Regions from separate parts of the Mus musculus genome. Here regions 2, 3 and 4 are each linked to region 1. A link is a contact called in public ChIA-PET and HiChIP or PLAC-seq data. All regions are on one chromosome and are shown on one strand. Each heading gives the region's core, a stretch centred on a gene start, on an enhancer-like site or on the middle of the called end of the contact. The rest is flanking DNA. Distances are from core to core; before and after follow the strand shown.

Region 1 (4,691 bases), core at 2,067-4,566:
GGCTCTTTGCATGCTCCAAAGCCCTCATTACAGCCTCAGCATGTGGAACTGTTTCTGCTCCTGTTTGCAGAGGAGGAACGGAAGCTCTGGAGGGCCAGGCTGCTGGAGAGCATGGGGCAACTTAGACTAAACCCCATTCTCAGCCAGTTTTAGCAAGAAAACTGGGTTTAAGCCATGGAGTCGGGGAGCCTTCAGAAGAGAGCTCGGGGTTGGGGATAGATCTCAGGGGGCCCCCAGCACCACGTAAGCCAGGCTTTGTAGCGGACACCTCTAATCACAGCACCAGAGAGGTGGAAGATCGGAAATTTAGGGTCATCCTTGGCTACCAGCAGGTTTAAAGCCAGCCTGAGTTTCATGAGAACCTGTCTGAAAAGGGGAAGAAACAATTTAAAGTCAAGGATAAGAGAATACTTATATGTATCTTAATCTAGCCCTGCAAACAGGCTCATGTGTGTATGGGTAGGTGTGTGTGTGTGTGTGCTTCTGTGTGCACGCTCATGTGCATGTAGGGGTGAGTGTGATGGGAGGTGGCCTTGTTGGTACAGGGATACAGATGAAAATCTCCTTGCTCTTTCTGATCTTGGTGTTGCTCCTGGGTCAGGCCTTAGCTGTCCGCTGATGTCGCTTGGTTTCTGCCCCTTTTACTTACCTACCTGGAAGGCGTCTCCCCTGTGGCCCTGGGAATTCTCCAGTGGTGCCCTTAGGTCTGAAGCTGACTGCTCAGTAGAAGTGGAGGCGGAGGGCAAGGGATCCCTCACATAAATCTTGAGGTTGGTACTTGCCTTGGGGTTTCCATTACTGTGATGGAACACCATTATCTAAAGTCAAGTTGAAGCCGGCGGTGGTGGCCCTCACCTTTAATCCCAGCACTTGGGAGGCAGAGGTAGGCGGATTTCTGAGTTCAAGGCCAGCCTGGTCTACAGAGTGAGTTCTAGGACAGACAGAGCTACACAGAGAAACCCTGTCTCAAAAAAACAAAAAACAAACAAACAAAAAAGTCAAGTTGAAGGCTAGAGAGATGGCTCAGCGGTTAAGAGCACTGACTGCTTTTCCAGAGGTTCTGAGTTCAATTCCCGGCAACCACATGGTGGCTCACAACCATCTGTAATGGAATCCAATGCCCTCTTCTGGTGAGTCTGAAGACAGCTACAGTGTACTCACATAAATTAAATAAATATTTTTTAAAAAATCAAGTTGAGGAGGAGTGGGTTTGTTTGCCTTACTCTTCCACATCGTAGCTCATCACTGAAGGAAGACAGGACAGGAAGTGAAACGGGACAGGAACCTGGAGCCAGGAGCTGGTATTGAGCCCATGGAGGGGTGCTGCTGTCTGGCATGTTCCTCATGGCTTGCTCAGCCCATTTCTTATAGAACCCAGGGGCTTGTATCATACATGATGGGTTGAGCCCTCCCCTGTCAAACACTAAGAAAATGTCCTCTGGGCGTCCCTACAGTCCGATCTTAACTTTCTCAATTGAGGTTCCCTCCTCTCAGATGACTCTAGCTTGTGTCAAGTTGACATAAAACTAGCCAGCATAGTGCCTGCCCAAGCCATGCATTTTGGAACGGTTAGTAGAATTCACACCCTAGATGGGAAGCGCATACCACTTGTGTCAGGCCTTTTGTTGGGGCGGGGGCCTGTTTGCCTGCCTGAGCTGCCTCTTCCAATTTCCCAGATGGGGAGGGACTGCCCTTGGAATAGCAGGAAAGAGGACCCTCAGCGTTGTCTCCAGGGCTGTCCATAGGTCACTTGAGACCATAAATGAGCTTGGATGGAAACTGGTAAACTCATTTAGAAAGATGTATAGGGAAGGGCTGGATCATAGGTATGGGAGATGCAGAAGGTTCCTGGAGTCAGGTAGGGTGTGGGGATAGGTGTTAGCTAAAGACTGGGAGTGACTGCCATTGGTCCAACCACATGAAGTCCTCACCGTGGTCCAAGGGGTAGGAATGATTTCCTAGGCTTTACCATATTCCTGCTGGGGGGGATGTGAGTCTGCACACACCCCTGACTTCAGCTGGGCAGTGTGGTCTCTTGTGGGGTGAGGAGAACAGAGCCAGGTTCATCAGCCCCGAGCCAGGCTCGTGGCGAGCAAGGCCGCAGTCTGACTGATTGTTGATGAGAGACATCAGCCCGTAGCGAAGACCCAGGCTCTGTCTCGGAACCACAGTATGGCTTGGGCTCCAGTGGCCTCAGAAATGCTAGCTGCCTGCCTTGGTCACTTGGAGGGAAAACCATTCAACCCAAGATGAGGGACTCTTGATTCTGCCTTCTAACTTTGAGGTTCCCCAGAACAGCAGGAGTGGAAGGTCGTGACCTGGGGGGTGGGGATGGGGAGGCTGGAACGTGTGATCGGCACCCCCACACTGCTCTCCCACAGTAATAGTCCCAGAGGATCCGTCTCTGGCCTCTGCAGGCAGCAACTATAAAAAACGAATCTGCAGACAAAGTTGTCTTCTGTGGCAGCAGAGAGGAGAGAATGTCCCGTGTGGCTGACCCCACGTGGCTGTTCTGTCAACTTTGGAGACTTGGAAGCATTCGCTTCATGGCGATTTGGTTTTAAATGTGCCTCAAGGTTCGAGGTGTTTTTTTTTTTTTTTTAAGTTTGGGACAGTGAATATGTGTGCACGTACGTGGTGTATCTCTGGTAGAGTATAGACGATTTTGCCTATTTACATTTCTTGCTCTGTACCATTCACTAGTCTGATCTCCTTTTTGAGACGGAGTCACATGTACTAACTTTGTGTGGGGATTTGTGCACACCACAGCAGCATGTGGAGTCTGGACAGCGTGCAGGGGCTGGCCTCTCCTTTCATGGGGGGGGGGGGGGGGCGGGGCAGGGCGGGGATCTGAGATCATCAGGCTTCGAGACGAGTGCCTTTACCTTCTGAGCCATCTCCCCACCCAGTCTCGAATTTCTGATCCTCTTCTCTCTGGGATTACAGGCCTGCGCCAACACGCCAGGTTTATGAAGTGCTGGGGCTTGAACCCAGGGCTCTGTGCACGCTAGGCATGCCCTCCGCCAGCTGAGCCACGTGCACAGCCCCTGTTTGTTTGTTGAGACAGAGTTTTGCTATGTAACACAAACTGGCTTCAGACTGGTGGGCAGTCAGTCTCCTGCTCTCTGGGCTTGCATCCCACACTGCCTGGTTGTAGTGTGACCACGGGACAGCTCTTGTGGTTTTAGCCATAGCTGCACCCAGCCCTTAGAACTTCCCTTTAGATTTCTTAGTCCTTATCTTGTCTTCCTAAACTCTTGTTCCTGACCCAGACTTCAGGTTCTTCTTTACATTGCCATATAAGGCTGTCAAACAAGCAGAGGACTTTGAACTTCCTCTTAGGCTTCTTGCCCCATTGACTTCCTTGCTGGGGCACCCGCGCCCCTCCCCCGTGCCGCTGGCCTGGGAGTTGAGACACAACTCTCTATTCTCTTTCCAGACCTGGGGTCCACTGCCTTCCATGGTCTGGGTCACATGCATAAGCTTAGCAGTGCTGGCCCTGGGGCTGCTGGGAAGGGTCTTTGAATTTGGGGCTGCATAAGGCTGTCTCAGCTCTGCCCCCAGGGCCTTATCGTAACCTGGTAAAAGGCTAATGTATTGAGGGTGGATTCAGTCAGATTGTGTGAGGCTTGCCTCTCTTGGCAAATATTAACCCCTCCTCCATATCCTGCCATGTCTTGGTGGCCTTGCTCATGGTATCTAGGAAGCCGAGAACGTGATCTTTCTGGTGCTATGGCGACTTTGCTGATTTTGGTTTTTATTGATGTAAAATCCATTTAATGTAAAAGTAAGCTCTTTAACCACCCCTCCCTAGTTCCAAAGCATTTTGCTCCCTTTCTTGATATCTACATATAGTAGTTGGGGGTGAGGACAGTGCTGGGGCTTGAACCCGCGCCCTCCTGCCTGCTAAGGTAAGCACTGAACTGAGCCACACTCCTGCTCTGAGGCTGTAGTCCCAGGTCTGTGACCTTGGGCAGGCATTGTGGTCTTCAGACTCTGTCTTGTTTGTAAAAGAAAAATAATCTTGATTGTCTTTGAGAATTTTTATCTTTTGGTTTTTCGAGACAGGGTTTCTTGTGTAGCCCTGGCTGTCCTGGAACTCGCTCTGTAGACCAGGCTGGCCTCGAATCCCAGAGAGCCACCTGTCTTTGCCTCCTGAGTGCTGGGACTAAAGGCATATGCCACCAGTTCCTGGTGTCTTTTGGAATCTGAAAAGCTGCCATTGGGCTGGTGTGGGGCAGAGTGAGCTGCTCTTCTGACCCCTGCTGGCTTGCAGTCACCTCCACGAACTGTGCAGTTTTACCACAATGCGTCTTAGATGACATCTGCCGTTTCCTGTTTTGTCTCCCACCCCTGGTCACCTCTGGTCTGCTTTCTCTGTGGATTTGCCTTTTTTGGACATTTCCTGTCAGAGGAACCAGACAGTGGGTGGCTCTTCATGTCTGTCTGTTTTTGCCCATGTTCAGGGATTTGTTCGCCCATGTTGCACCGGGCATTAGAATTTCATCGATGACTAATTAATGCGTCACCATTTGGAACGTCCATGCATTGAGGGTCTGCCTTACCCTCTCTTCTCATCTGATGGCTAGCTACCTGGGGTGCTTGGCTGTTTGGGGTGAATCACGTAGCTGTGAAGTCTGGGCATGTGTGTCTGTGCCCGGGTGATTTCATTTCTCTCAGGCAGAGCTTTC
Region 2 (4,874 bases), core at 322-2,821, 310 kb before region 1:
ATGCACTGACACTACCTGCTCCACACTGGGGCTGGGTCCTGAGTAGTGACAGCAGGCAGGGTTCAGCAAGGCCTGAGTCTGACAGACCACGCCTGGCCTTCCTGCCCCAACGGTCTCATTTTCTATAAGCTTTTCCTGGAGTGATTCACCCCAGTTTGATGCCTCTTGCTGGAGTATACTGAATTTAGACAGCTTGCAGGGACTCTAGCAGATCCGAGCATAGAAGACATTATGGACAGGTTTTGCCCTTTCACCCTTGCTAAAAACCGTTACATCCCTAAAGCCAGCCTTCAAGGTCTATTTGATTATTTTGTCACTGAGTCATTCCTGACACCAAGGTCCAACAATCAAAATTCATGATTCGGCAGATATGTCCAAATCAGGATTTACCAACTCACCCCAGCATGGCCTGCCCTTTCCTCTTAAAACCTCCACCCCAGGAGTGGTGTTTGTTTGTTTGTTTTGTTTGTTTGTTTTGCTCTTGCTTTCTTGTTTGCTTGTGTTTGTTGCTTCTGCTGCTGCCTTTGCAGCCCAGCCTCCTGCCCCTCTGGAGTAATAAATCTCCTTGCTAAGAATTTGGTGTCCTGTACCGATTCTGGGGGTGGAGGGCAGACTTTGCTTTTACAGCTTCCTAAAATGCCATACAAGATCCTTCAGACAGCTTGACACAAGAGATTAAATAAACTTTGTGGGTTAGAATCCCTGAAACACGGTGTGGAGGAGAGGAGGCTGCTGATCAGACTAGACTGCTCAGTCATACCAGGAGCTAGAAAAGACACACACACACACACACACACACACACACACACACACGAGAGGTTGGGTTGGGGGGGACGACACCAGAGTCACACGACACAGAGGGAAAGACACAATATAAGACATGAATGGAGATGTTAATTCTGAGACTCAGAAATGACACACACACACACACACACACACACACACACACACACACACACACAGAGAGAGAGAGAGAGAGAGAGAGAGAGAGAGAGAGAGAGTTAGAAACACACACACACAAATGGAGACAGAGAGCACACCAGTACTTGGTATCTGAGATACTATTGAATTATGGATTTTTGGAGGGAGAGGTCTCACTACATGTCTTGAACTCAAGCATTTTAGTGTTCCTGATATCTCAGCCTCTTCAGTTGCTGAAACTACAGCTGTGTACCAGCACTTTAAATTTCCCTTATTAAACATTTCAAAGATTTTATGTCACTCAGTGTAGAAACCCTAAACAGTCATAGTTCTTTACGTTTTTGAATCTGCATTTGAATGGAAGAGTGGGTTGAAGGAAACCCTCATGCATCCTTTCCAGGACTGTGTGATGTGGGCACTCCTCTGCATGCTGCGTAAACCGATCACCAGTTTCCCAAGAGTCAAAGCCAGCTGCAACCAGTGCTGCTTGCAGTCCTGTCAGGGCAGCCCAGCTGGGCTTTTCTAGCAGGGGCAAGGGCTTCTCAGTTATAAAGGGATTCTTGGTTATTAAACGTCATGGCAACTAACACTGTGCTCTCACAATGCTCCAGGCACTAAGCCACACTGGCCAGGTCCACTGCTATGTCAGTCTGTGAGTGTAGAGTCCTTAAGGCTTAGAAAGCTACACAGCTGCCTGGGGCCAAAGAGCTACTGCAGAAGTCCAAATAGAGCCGGCAGCGGCTGCGTCCACAGCCTTGCTATGCTGGATTGTGGATGTCACTACAGCTAGATAGACTTTGTATTCCTCCAAGGCATACATCCATCTTGTTACAAGCTTGGTCCACAGGCTGACAATATGGAAGGGGTTGGGAATGATCCAGAGGCAGACATAACGAGAGGTACTCAGGTCATCAGGACTCTGTTCATCCTATCCTAAAGGCTAAAAATGAGACCGTTCCCTTTTCATAGGCTTTGCCATGGTATGGTCCTCTCACTTAAACCTGTGTCCTCTTTAATCCAGCTACTTTTGGTATTGAGCTTCCTTAGTGAAAGCTGATGAACACAAACAAGGACCCGTCCATCAGCCACAGCACTCGGATGGGCTGGTGGCCACAGTCTGAGAAACACTAACAGGAAAGACAGTTCCTGCTCTGGACTGGCAGTCGACTCTGGTTGATACAGAGCAGGCCTGTTCTACGGCTGCTGCCTTGATGTCACTTCCCTTCCTTTCCATAAGTGGGAGGATCCTGGGTGTTACTCCGAAGAGATCAGGTCATTTGTTTGACAACAATTGATTAGGTCCTTGCTGGCCCCAGGGATGCGAAGGTAAATGGGAAATGGACTCAGAGACATTCCAGAAGTATCTTAGCTCCTGACAAATGCCACAATTCTAGATGCAGATGCTAATGGCAACACAGAAGTGGAGCTTGATTTTGCCTGGGGAATCTTAAGAGCCTTGTTTCCCTAGTGCTGGGGAAGATGGCTTAGTGGCTAAAGCATTTGCCTTACAAGCAGAGAGACTCAGTTCAAAGCAGGAGGACCTCAGAACCTATGAAAAGCCATGAGAAGTGGTATGCAATTAAAATCTCAGTGTTTACACTCAGAAAATCTCAGTGTTTCTACGGCAAGATGGGAGGTGGAGAGGGAAGACTCCCTGGGAGCTCATGGGCCAGCTAACCTGGCATGTACACTGCCTAACAACAAACCATCTCAACAGAGTGGAAGGTGAAGATTGACACCTAAGGCTGTCCTCTGACCTCAGAGAAGAGAGGGAGGGAGGGAGGGAGGGAGGGAGGGAGGGAGAGAGAGAGGGAGAGAGAGAGAGAGAGAGAGAGAGAGTTAGTTAGTTAGTTCAGAGTCAAATCTGGTAGAAGCCCAAGCATGCCAGACACAAGAAGATATTTAAGACAACAAAAGCAGATAGCATAAAGTGGCAAGAAGATCGAGTGGACTGATGTTCCCTATATCGCTAATGCAGACTTACTCAGACTTAGCTGGAAAACTGGGAGGGATAAAGAACACTGGAAGCCTAGCAAAGCTTCAGCTTACATTTGCAAGTATTTCCCCAAACTGTACATGTCAGCGTGTATATAACTGACAACTGTTTTAACCATAATAAAATCAGCTTGGAACTCCCTTACAGGCAGTCACATACAACAGGAGGTAAACCCGCTCGGTCCCCAGCCTTCTCTTACTTTGGAACATAAACACGTTCTTCAGAATCATGGAGGCGAAGAGTCCGCGTGTGACACTGGCTAGTGAATGGGGAAGAAGGCTCCCTCCAACCCAGCACTCAGGACACCTAACCAGTGCGAGGACCACTCTGTGTGCACAGACGCAGCCCCTCTGCTGCCTACAGCAGAGCTCTAGTTCACTGTACAGGTGTCTTCCCTTCTCTCAGATCAACTGCTCTCAGTGGAGACTGCTCCCATTGCTCAGTCCTCTGAGAGGAAGAAACATTAGGTTGGGAGCCTCCAACCTGGGACAAGAGGGAGTGAGAGTGTGGGTCTGTATGGAGTTGCCAAGCTCCTAGATAAGGACTTTCCCAATGTCACCAGAGGTGACAGACCAGGCACCATGGATTACAACAGAGCAGGGCATCTCTCCACTGCACATTGGATCTTTAGGCTGTCTATCACTCTCCTTTGATCACAGCCAGGTTTCTCACTATAGATCTGTAGAGCAAGAGCTTCCCTGTCTAGTGTCGGGTGCTTAGAGCCACTGTGACACTACACATGCCTCATCTACATTAGACCTAAGCAACAGAAACTCCAAAGAACCCCGACCCTTTGAGTTGTTTCACGTTGAATTCTTCCCTTGTTTTGCTGTTCCCCAAAACCCCATCAGTAGAATAATCAGGATGGTCCTTGATACAACTGTTGGGTAAAGTGGGTATTATTTTTTTGGTGGCAAGGAAGCCTGGACATTAAGCAGCCCTGTTAGAAAAGTCACCAATAGGCACTGACTACTGAGCTGCCTCGACATGCTTAGTGGATTCTTTATGTGCTTGGCCACATGCCCACTGGGTTACCGAGCAGAATTCACTCTGCATTACAGTGGGACATGCTTTGTCTGAAAGGGACAAGACAGACAGGGAGCTGCTGCCTCAGTCAGAGGCCCCAAAGAATAAGCAGAAATCATGGCACCATTGTTAGTGCTTCGAATGAGATATGGATGTAAACAGATCAGATCTGAACCTCACAGTGGCAATCCACATGTGGTTGTCCAAGCTGAGATGTCCTGGCCATCAGATTTCTAACTTCATACAAGAAAAAAAAAGAAACCGAGTTTAAAGTCTCTCAGTAATTATTATCATAAGGTGGTTGTGGTGGAGTCACCTGGAATCTCAGTACTCCAGAGGCTGAAGGAAGAGGATAATGAGTTCTAGCCCAACTTGGACTACATAATAAGATCTTAGCTCAAAAGAACAAAAACAAAAAATAAACAACAAACCCCCCAGAAGACTATATTCTAGGACTGGAGAGACGGCTTAGCCATTAAGAGCACTGGCTACACTTCCAGAGGACCAAGGTTTGATTCCTAGCATCTGAATATATGGTGGTTCACATCAGCCTGTAATTCCAGTCTTGAAGGGATCTGATATCCTCTTTTTGGCCTCTGTGGGCACCAGACCAACATGTGGTGCACATACATACATACAGGCAAGCACCCATACACATAAAAATAAATAGCCCTTTAAAAAACTATATCATGTGGAAATGTTGGTTACATAGAATACTGACTACATAGAAATCTTAAATTCATTTCACTATTTCTATTATCTTTGGATGCTTACTGTGGCTTCTAGAACAATTTACCCATGTGGCTTACCTTGAATTTCTGCTGAATTGTACTGAGTGAGAAGGACTGGCTGGGCAGGGAGACCCCAGCATGAGAAGGCAGAGGATTGGCCTGTGTAGCCAACAGTGAGGCAAAAGCCTGGAGCAGGAACT
Region 3 (5,231 bases), core at 1,027-3,526, 390 kb after region 1:
CAGGTCAACACACCTCAAGCTTCAGGTGTAGTGGGAAGGCCGGGCAGAGTGGCAAATAAATGCCTTTAAACTCAGCACTTGGGAGCCTGATTGAAAACGCAGAGGAGAGCAGCAGAGGGAGGCATGCACATCTTTCTCTGGCTTCTACATACACTTGCCTGGGTGTGTACACACATACGAGTGCGTGCATGCATGCGTGCGCCTGCGTTTACCCACACGCTGGCTCGGTTTGTGTTTTCCAGAGCCCTTGCCATCCCTTCATGTGCTTTAACACTTACCTGTGTGTGTCTGTGTGATCCTCCACACTGGGATGTGGGTTCCGGGGGTGGTGGGGGTGGGGTGTCTTTCCCTTCTTTCCCTCTTAGGGATGGATCTCTCTGACCCTGGAGAAAGGAAACCAGATGGCCAGCTCTGGTGGGGCCCAAGGGGCCCAGTAGGGCAGGTGACCAGAGCCCTGGCTTGCTTGTTGGATGGCAGAAGAGGATGATCTGGCCAGCACTGAGGTTCCTGGGAGCCTCCGGATGCTGGGCCCACAGGAAGCCTGTAACCCTGCCAGGGTGCTGAGGGAGTTAGGTCAAAAGCCAGGTCTTATTATTTGAGGAGCCTGGGAGGAAGCACCTCCACGGAGGTCACAAGGGGGCTAGCCTTGGAATGGGGTGGAGTGGGGCAGAGCTCTGCTGCTGGCCAGCTATACACATGGGTTTTGAGGGGTGCAGAGCTCACAGGGCTACCACCCCATGGTTCTTAGGGGCAGGCAAGATGAAAAGGAACAAGCCCCTCTGGGTGGTGCAGGGCACTGGACTGGGGAAGGTCAGAAAACCCTAGGGGGCAGGGAGGAGAGGGTGGGGGAGGGGCAGGCTTGATGGTGTGCAGGTTGAGGGAGCAAGGCTTAAGGGTGCCTTAAGCGTGGTCCCCCACAGTCTATACAACAACTGATCGGCTTCTCTTCTAGTGGCTATCTAGGATATTCTGTGTCTTTGCATCCAGTCTCTCCCCTGTTATAGGGGGAAAATGTGACATAGGTGGGGGGGGGGTAGAATGTGACGGGGAGGAAGAGTGGGACGGGGAAGAGGAGTGATGGTACCCCACCCGGGGCCCCCACACACCGAGACAATCCCCAGTGGCACCTTTGCCAGAAGCAGAGTCTCACGGGGTAATGGGGACCAGGAGAGAGCCAGCTGTCTGCAGCTTCTGCAGTTGCCTGTGGCTGTCAACTTGAAGGTTTGGGAGTTGTGCTGTCAGCCCTGGAGGCCTTTTGAAAGGGGGAGAGATTGTGTGGTGGCGAGGACCTGCAGGTCCTGCCTTGTGTGCATGGAGTCTATGCTCAAAGGAATGAGACAACTGAGCCGCCTCATCAGGAAGTAGCAGGATGCCAGGGAAGGTCCTGCTGAGTCCCCTGGACAATGGAAGCCTCTACCGCCAGGCTATCTGGCTCCTGTGTGTTCTGGAAATCAACCTATCCATGGAATGGATGCTTATATCCAATTTCAAGAAGCCTGAATTTATTTATTTATTTATTTATTTATTTATTTATTTATTTATTTTTGATTTTTCGAGACAGGGTTTCTCTGTGTAGCCCTGGCTGTCCTGGAACTCACTCTGTAGACCAGGCTGGCCTCGAACTCAGAAATCCACCTGCCTCTGCCTCCCAAGTGTTGGGATTAAAGGCGTGTGCCACCATGCCCGGAAGCCCAAATTTATGATAGAGACAGGTCCCAGTTCAGAGAGCTTCAATCTGGTCTGAAGATGCCCTGGGGCCACCAACAGGCAGGACCAGGAAAGGCTTAGAAGCAAGAGGCTGAGGGACTGGGAGGGCACGGAGACTTCAGAGGCAGCCTCTGCTGGCATATGTAGGGAGGAGGGCGAGCCTGCAGGCCCCGCCCAAGGCTTGGGGGTGGTGGCAGCCCTGTTCCTGAAGCTTTCTGCTGTCTTCCAGGGACAGTTGGGGTTCTGTGGATAGGGGTTAGGGTCAGCAGGACCCTGTGGGTCTCTGCACAGAGAAAGGGGAAAGGCAGGCAGCCTATAAACTGGGCCTTACCCAGTGGGGCAGGGGTGAAGGGGTCTACCCTGACAGGGCAAGGGAGGCTGGGAGGGTCACAGGCACCTGGCACACCCACATGGTGCATTCCAGTGGGAGCCCCTCACTAGGGCATGCTGTCGCTGCTTGCAGACTCAACCAGAATGCTAGCCTCGGCTGAATCGAGAGAGGCCGAGTCTGAGTTTCCATACTGTTTGGGCCCAAGCTGTCCCTGGTTTTGTTCTACAAAACCACAGAAGAGGCTGGGTGGCAGAGCTGGCCTATGACTCGAGGAGAGTCCGGCCTGGGGAGGCTAGGGTGAGTCAGTCCCAGGCCCGAGGCCTTTGCCACGGGTTCTACGTTTAATCTTCTGAAGTGCAGTCCCTGAGGCAGGACCCACCCCAGCAAGCCCATTTTGTTGAGGAGACTGCTGCTTGGCGCTCTCTGTGCTCCCTTGGGATTATCCAGTTAGCCCTGCTTTGGGGCCCCATCTAACAACCTGACTCCTCAGGGGCGTGGCCACCACCTCCCTAGAACCTTCCTGCTCTATTGCTCCCTGACACCATGTAGACCCCAACGGCCCTTCCTGCCACAGGCCTGCTTACCTGATGATGAACTGCTTCTGTGGCGGAGCTGGTGGAAGGGACTGCTGGTGGGGAGGGGGTGGGGGGAAGAAGGCTCAGCGTAGCTGGCCATCCCCCAGGGGACCCCACCCCACCCCCATGAGGCAACAGGGATCTGGGGGATGAGGGACCCAAATACCTGTTTGTTGCATCACAAAGTCCTGCCAGAAGGCATGCTGTGAGCTGGTTCCCCGAGTCTGGACAGTGTCAGCAGGGCCCTTAAGAATGAAGCATTCTTTTTTGTTTGTTTTGTTTGTTTTTGTTTTTTTGAGACTGGGTTTCTCTGTTTAGCCCTGACTGTCCTGGAACTCACTTTGTAGACCAGGCTGGCCTCGAACTCAGCAATCCACCTGCCTCTGCCTCCCCAGTGCTGGGATTAAAGAGTTACAGAGACAAAGTTTGGAGCTAAGACAAAAGGATGGACTATCCAAAGACTACCCCATCCCGGGGATCCATCCCATAATCAGCCACTATGCATATGCCAGCAAGATTTTGCTGAAGGGACCCTGGTATAGCTGTCTCATATGAGGCTATGCTAGTGCCTGGCAAATACAGAAGTGGATGCTCACAGTCAGCTATTGGATGGAACACAGGGTCCCCAATGGAAGCGCTAAAGAAAGTAACCAAGGAGCTAAAGGGATCTGCAACCCTATAGGTGGAACAACAATATGAACTAACCAGTACCCCCCGGAGCTTATGTCTCTAGCTGCATATGTAGCAGAAGATGGCCTAGTTGGCCATCACTGGGAAGAGAGGCCCCTTGGTATTGCAAACTTTATATGCCCCAGTACAGGGGAATGCCAGGGCCAAGAAAAAAAAGCATCCTAGCCGGGCAGTGGTGGTGCACGCCTTTGCCTTTAATCCCAGCACTTGGGAGGCAGAGGCAGGCAGATTTATGAGTTCGAGGCCAGCCTGGTCTACAGAGTGAGTTCCAGGACAGCCAGGGCTACACAGAGAAACCCTGCCTGGGGGGTGGGGGGGAGAATGAAGCATCCTTCAAGGTGAGCTGAGGCTGGTGGGAGCCCTGCTGTGATCAGCCCAGCCCCCCCAGCCCTTATTGCTGGCTCTAGCTCACCTTGTAGGACCTACCTGCCTCCTTGAGCTGCTTGTGGGTGACAGGCCGGTTCAGGACTATATAGGACAGAGGCAGGCTTGGAGGGAGATAGGGAAAAAGTGGAGGGGGGGGGGCAGAAGAGGATGTGAGAGCAAGAGGGGACGATGTGGAGCTGGGAGAAGGATGAGAAGAGCAAAAGGAGAGGGAGAAGGAAGAGTGGGGAGGAAGGAAGGGGGAAGAGGAGTTGGGGGGGAGGAAGGGAGGAGAGGACTAAAGGAATGGGCAGAGAAAAGGGAGTGTGAAGATGGAGAAGTATGGGAGGATGGAGAGAGGACTGGGAAGGGGAAGAGAGGAGAGATGGGTGGGAGAGAACAGAAGTGGGGTAAAGAGGGAAAAGGGAAGGAATGAGGGGGCATAGGCAAGGGGGGAAGAGTGGGAAAGGAGGGGAGGGGAAAAGAAAAGGGAGGGAAGGAAGAAGAGGAAGATGAGCAGGAAGTGTGGAGGGAGGAAGGAAGGAAGCAGAAGTAGTAGGAGAGAAAGGAGAGAGGAGGGAAGGGAGGAGGGTTAGGAGCAGGGGAAGAAAAGGGAAGGGGGAAGAGTTGGAATGGAAAGAGGTGGGAAAGGGAGGAGTGGGGGTAAATGAAGAGAATAGGAGGGGAGAGGGAGGGAAGGGAGGAGGGAAGGGAGGAGTGGGAACAATGAGGAGGAAATGAAAGGAGGGAGGGAGGATGTAGGAGGGAGGAGGGAGGATATTAGAGGAGGGAGAGGGAGAGTGGGAGTGGGAGGGTGTGGGAGAGGAGGGAGGGTGTGAGAGGAGAAAAGGGAGAGGGAGGGTGTGGGAGAGGAGGGAGGGTGTGAGAGGAGAAAAGGGAGAGGGAGGGTGTGGGAGAGGAGGGAGGGTGTGAGAGGAGAAAAGGGAGAGGGAGGGTGTGGGAGAGGAGGGAGGGTGTGAAAGAGGAGAGAGGAGGGAGGTTGTGGGAGATGAGAGAAGGTGTGGGAGAGGTGGTAGGGGGAGGGTGTGAGAGAGGAGGAGAGAAGAGGAAGGGGTGGGAGAGGAAGGAGGTGAGGGTAAAGGAGAGGAGGGAGGAGGGAGGGTGTAGAAGAGAAAGAGGTAGCAGGAAGGGTGAGAGAGGAGGGAGGGTGTGAGAGAGGAGGAGGGAAGGAGGGAGGGTGTGAAAGAGGAGATGTGAGAGGAGGAGGGAGGAGGCAAGTGTGGGAGAGAACGTGGGAGAAGGGAGGGTGTGTGAGAGAAAGTGGGAGGAGGGTGTGAGAGAAGGCTGAGGAAGAGGAGCTGTGATGAGGGAAGGTGTGGGAGGGGATATGGGAGGAGAGATGATTTGGGGGAGAGGAGACTGGAGGAAGGATGGTGTGCTGGAGAGAAGATGGGAGGAGAGAGAGGAGGAGTGATAGGGGAGGGAAGAATGGGGACCAGATGGGAGAGGAGGGAGGACTGGGAGGAGGGAGAGTGGAGTGTGGCGGGCTGTTAGTGGGGGATGGTTGGGAAGGGGCCTGGGGGGAAGTATCCTCAGAGGCTGGG
Region 4 (4,754 bases), core at 714-3,213, 290 kb before region 1:
TGCACACATGTATGTATGTATGTATGTATGAATGTGCAGCATGCGCCTCCAAGGTCAGAGGAGGGCATCATGTCCCCTGGAACTGTAGCTCAGATAGTTGTGAGCTATTGTGTGAGTATTGGGAACCATACATGGGTCCTCTGCAAAAGCAGCAAGTGCTATTAATTACAGAGCCACCTCTCCAGCCATCTCCAAGTCAAGCTTATATTTTATTCTTGTGTGTGTGTGTATGTGTGTGTGTGTGCATTTGTATGTCTGCCTGGGTACTCCAAGGCCAGAGGTCCTCAAGGGATGGGGGATTTTTCAAGACAGGGTCTCTTGCTGAGTAAGGTGCTTTTATTATTTAGCTAAGCTAGATCCGCACAAACAATCTGACCGTGAGTGTGCACAATTTATTTCCTGTTTTTAACATCCTGTTTGTGTTGTCTTGAGGAAAACACACTGTCTCTGGAGGCAATACTGCCTTTATCAATCTTGCTGGTTTCTTAACTCTCAGCGAGCAAGAAAGGTCAGGGTGAGGGCTTTTTTCTGTTCCCAGGGTCCTTGAAGTCCCTGTCTTTCTATTCTGCCTCAATTCCATTCAGGTCCGCCTCAGTGAACTGCTAAGCTCATCGGGGTTACCTACAAGTGCATGGCTATTTAGAGGTGTATGGGTAACTGAGGCATTGCCAACACTGAGAAGTCCACCCTAGCATGGGAAAACATGCTCATGACACAGCCTGCAAGGCTCCAGAAAGTCTCCTCTAACCAGCAACAGTGTACTCCTTACATGATCCACAAGACCTCCCGGGTCTTATGGGTGTCCTGAGCCCCGCTTTCCATCCTGAGGAAATAGCTACCTAGGGCAGGCCAAACAAGAGGCACCTGAAAGGTTGGTACCATAGTGAGTATATGGATGCACAAGACGTAACCACAAAAGGGGCTACAGAGCCTGCGAGTCTGCTTAGAGGTGGTCCTTCCAGAAAACCTAGGTTTGGTTTCTTAGCACCCATAAGCCAACTCAAAACTGCTTACGCCAGTTCCAGGGTATCTAAATGCCCTCCTCGAGCATGCACGTGGTACACAGATATATATATGCGGGCAGAACACCCACAGACATAAGAATTAAAGAAAGAATTAAATAAGATTAAAAAGATGTAACCATAATTTTTCAAACCCAAAAGATGCTTTTTTTTTTTTCAAGATGGCATTACTATATAGTCTAGAGTGGTCTCGAACTCCGAATCCTCCTGCCTCAGCCTCCTGAGTGCTGGGACTTAGGCGTGCACTTCCATGCCTAAACTTAAAAGCTGTAATTTTGGAGCAGTTAATCTAATGCACCCTTATTTCCAAAAATCTGGCTCGAATAGCAGTTTCTGGGCGCGGGGACAGGAAACCCAGCGAAGATGGCGTGCGTACCCCAATGGGCTAGATCCCGGAGCTGTCATTATAGCCCTTTTTAGTATCACAGCACACCTTGCGTTTGCCAGTTTAACTACCAAACACTTCTCTGCCCTGGACAAATTGTGCTAAGTCTGTCAGGGGACTCAAGAGGCAGGGGACGGGTGAAGGTTATAAAAACACTCGTTTCTACCTCCGCAAAACTCTGGCCGGTCATCAGGAAGGGGTCGCAGCGACGCTCCAGCGACCTGGGCATGGAGGTGTGCAAGCCTGGACCCAGGAGTCCCATCTCCGGTCCAGGGCGCTGCCTCGGGCTCCCAAACGCCCTCTGGCTCAGTTGCTTCCACCCCCGCGCCTCTATCCTTCATCTCCGTAGTTCTCCCTCCTCCACCTGGCACCGACATCCTTAAAAAGAGAATCGGAGTCGCCACAAACTTCATCTATGTATGGTGCGGCGGGAAGCCTTATCGAGTGCTCTCGAACGGCAACGCGGCGTGGCCCTCGCGGCGCCCCGTAGGCACTGATTTCTCTTCCGGGCCACCCTTCCCGGGGGATCTCCGTTTAGTAGTCTTGCCGTAGATGCTGCTGCCTCTCCTCCAAGAACCGCCGAGTTCTTGGAAGCCCGGTCTTGGATGAAATCGCCAGAGCCTCCCCGCGATCCGCCTCCCGGAAGCCCCGGGCGGCGCGACCGGAAGGACGCAGGCGCAGCGTCTTGACCTCGGCCTGGTCCAGTTCCGGGGTCGTTCGGCTCGGCTGTGCCAGTTCGGCGTCGGGCTCCCGCTTCTGCTGGGGCTGCTGCCTCTCGCCCACCGGCCCGGCCGGCCCGAGCAGCGCGGAACCGAGCCGGATCCGGGTCCACCCGGCCCGGCCATGAGCGCTGCCGCATGATGCGTCGCCGCCCGCGCCGTTGCAGCCGCCGGCCACCAGGAGCCTCAGCACTGGGCGACCCCGCCCGGGCCTCGGGTGAGTGCGGGGAGAGCGGCGGCCGCGACCCCGGGCGGCTCCCCGCCGCCTCCGCGCTGCGGTCCCCTCGGGGGCTCTCCAGTCTCCTCTGCGGACCCCGCAGGATCGAGCCCCATTTGCACCTGCAGCCTTTTGCCTGACCTTGGGCGCTCCAGAGCTAACGTCAGGGTGGCTGTCATAAAGTGCTGTCACCGGTCTGCGAGCTGTCAAGTTTTTTTATGGTCATGCTTCGTCGCAGGTCTGTCTTCCCAAGGCCTCTGTTGTCTCTCTTTAGCGGGACTCTTCTGTTCTTTGCCGGTCTCCCTTCTCTTCCCCCCTGCCCCTGGCCATGGTGTTAGGAGGGTAGTTACCCGGAAGGGCATCTGGGATAATCGGGTCAGCTTTCAGGGCAATAAGGTTCAACTCTATTGAGCTGTCATTATTTCTAGAACTAAGTCCCTTCTAGCTATTAAATAGGCACATTTTATTAGCTCGTGAACAGCCAGTTTATTGTGGCAATTAAATTGGAGTAGTCATAGTTGCAGCAGTCTGCACTGTAGCGGCTTTCACTGGTGTGTGTGGCGCTGTCCAAATCCAAGCTACAGTCTGCTTTGCAATCAGTCCCCTTAGTGAGGGAGTACACTTGTGTTTATTTTACTGCCTTGGGAGAGAGGTCATTTATATTTCTTGGTAAATCTGCCCAGCACACCACTCTGATCTTTCCAAAGTTGTTTATAACTTTCACTTAATTCATGCTACATTTAGAAACAACAACAAAAAAAGATACCTTGTGATACTTGCCCCTGCAGAAGTGGTTAAAGAGAAAGGTTCTTGGAGGTATTTTACAAAATGGGCTAATGGGAGTGTTAATTTCATTTTTTGAACGTTGCACAAAATAGACAGGTTGGGGGTGTTGAAACTGTGTTGTGTACTCTGTGGAGTTACTGGTAAGGAGTTACTGGCTTCTGGGCTGAGAGTGGGAAAAAGTGAAGAGATAATTTCACTCAGAATTTGTTCAACAGCACTTGACTCTTGAGTGTCTGGGCGCTTGGTCGGTTGATATACTTAAAAATAAAACTCTAAGCTGGATGTAATGGGTGCACACCTTTAATCCCAGCATTTGGGAGGCAGAGACAGGAGGATTTCTGAGTTCAAGGCCAGCCTGTTCTACAGAGTGAGTTCCAGGACAGTGAGGGCAACACAGAGAAACCATGTCTCAAAACAACAACAACAAACAAACAAATTAGAACTCTGTGGCTTTGCTGCTCATCATGCCTTAAAATCAAGCCCTTTTTAAGAATGGAAGAGAAGGCAGGTATAGCCCCAGCATCCAAGAGGTAGAGGTGAGAGGATTGAAAGTTCGGACCTACCCCAAGCAAAGCAAAACAAGATGGGAAAGGACCCAAGCTAATGGGGTGGTCCTCAGTTCAGAAGTGTATGTGAAGTGAAAGGACAGGCAAGATTGTGTACTCTCATTGAAATTATTACTTTCTCACTTGAGTGTCAGTGATATAAGACAGTATGATTGCTCTTTCTTCACCTGCGGAAAGGAGACGAAGTCAGTCCCTACAAAAGGGACCTCTTGGGTGCATTGGAAGTGGTTTTTCATCACCCCAGAGCTTCCTAGCTTCGGTACCTGCCGAGCAGTGACACGTAATGATTTACTAGAGGCAGCTTTTGAGGAATATTTCTTCAAAGTAATGTTTTGATTATTGAAGTAACATATGTGCTGGGCGGTGGTGGCACATGCCTTTAATTCCAACACCTGGGAGGCCGAGGCAGGCAGATCTCTAAGTTCAAGGCCAGCCTGGTCTACAGAGTGAGTGCCAGGACAGCCAGGGCTACACAGAAGAGAAACCCTGTCTTGGAAAACAAAAAACAAAACAAAACAAAACCCGTAACATGCTTTAAGAATTAATTAATTAATTTATAAATGCGTGTGTGTATGTACCTGCCCCATGTGGGCCAGAAGAGACCATTGGATACCATGGAACTGGAGCTACAGGTGGTTGTGAGCTGAGAAATTCAGGTGCTCTGGAAAAAATGGCACGTGTTTTTAGCCACTGAGCCATCTCTCCAGCTTGTATACACTTTTTACAGAATGCTCAAAGCATAAGAACAGAACAGAATGTGTACAATCAAAACTGTCAGTCAAGTTCATATTCCCTAAACTGAGCTCCAAGGCAGGTGATACCTTGAACACTTCAGTTGGACCAGCTGAGAGTTTAAGTCCTCTGTGAGCATTGCTGAGATGCAAAGTTTAGGAGGAACAACCTCACTGTCCACACTGCAAATTGGGGTGGGGTAAAGCCACCAGCTTGGTCATGGTTCACAGGAAGGATTCAGAGCCCACTGAAAGGGATGGCAGTTAGTTGGTTTATTACAAAAAAAGGCTGCAATTAAATTTGGCCAGGGGAGAACGGAAGTCAGGG

What was found. ChIA-PET counts read pairs in DNA pulled down with a chosen protein or histone mark. HiChIP or PLAC-seq counts read pairs in DNA pulled down with a chosen protein or histone mark.
Region 2: an H3K4me3 HiChIP or PLAC-seq map of bone marrow-derived macrophages shows a contact between it and region 1, with 4 times the contacts expected there. The contact joins two enhancer-like sites. A contact is called at or near these places in 2 of 115 datasets of contacts at active chromatin or transcription factors (bone marrow-derived macrophages and memory CD8 T cells) and 2 of 9 other capture datasets (adipose tissue and liver).
Region 3: a contact with region 1 is called in an HNF4G HiChIP or PLAC-seq map of pancreatic cancer cells. The contact joins two enhancer-like sites. A contact is called at or near these places in 3 of 39 promoter capture datasets (the C10 cell line, cranial neural crest and frontonasal cranial neural crest), 5 of 115 datasets of contacts at active chromatin or transcription factors (effector CD8 T cells, embryonic stem cells, memory CD8 T cells and 2 more) and 2 of 9 other capture datasets (adipose tissue and embryonic stem cells).
Region 4: a contact with region 1 is called in an RNA polymerase II ChIA-PET map of memory CD8 T cells, with 11 read pairs. The contact joins the promoter of Zdhhc7 here to the enhancer-like site in region 1. A contact is called at or near these places in 4 of 115 datasets of contacts at active chromatin or transcription factors (embryonic stem cells, memory CD8 T cells, microglia and 1 more) and 2 of 9 other capture datasets (adipose tissue and liver).

What each region holds. Positions count from the first base shown.
Region 1 is chr8:119,811,741-119,816,431 of GRCm38.p6, reverse strand. All of the region lies in intron 3 of Cotl1 (coactosin-like 1 (Dictyostelium)), which reads left to right. Among named protein-coding and RNA genes, the nearest start is that of Cotl1, 26 kb to the left of the region's middle. Within about 2 kb of position 3,316, at least 163 of the 459 cell types and tissues checked have an H3K27ac peak or open chromatin away from gene starts, as enhancers often do. A contact at or near this core is called in adipose tissue, bone marrow-derived macrophages, liver and 3 more, where this site is marked.
Region 2 is chr8:120,121,693-120,126,566 of GRCm38.p6, reverse strand. All of the region lies in intron 1 of 6430548M08Rik (RIKEN cDNA 6430548M08 gene), which reads right to left. Among named protein-coding and RNA genes, the nearest start is that of 6430548M08Rik, 10 kb to the right of the region's middle. Within about 2 kb of position 1,571, at least 44 of the 459 cell types and tissues checked have an H3K27ac peak or open chromatin away from gene starts, as enhancers often do. A contact at or near this core is called in bone marrow-derived macrophages, where this site is marked.
Region 3 is chr8:119,416,481-119,421,711 of GRCm38.p6, reverse strand. All of the region lies in intron 3 of Gm32006 (a long non-coding RNA gene), which reads left to right. It also overlaps a transcript of Mlycd not described here. Among named protein-coding and RNA genes, the nearest start is that of Gm32006, 10 kb to the left of the region's middle. Within about 2 kb of position 2,276, at least 38 of the 459 cell types and tissues checked have an H3K27ac peak or open chromatin away from gene starts, as enhancers often do. A contact at or near this core is called in pancreatic cancer cells, where this site is marked.
Region 4 is chr8:120,098,681-120,103,434 of GRCm38.p6, reverse strand. It overlaps Zdhhc7 (zinc finger, DHHC domain containing 7), which reads left to right and starts at 1,963. Exons shown (of 8, transcript NM_133967.3): 1 at 1,963-2,343.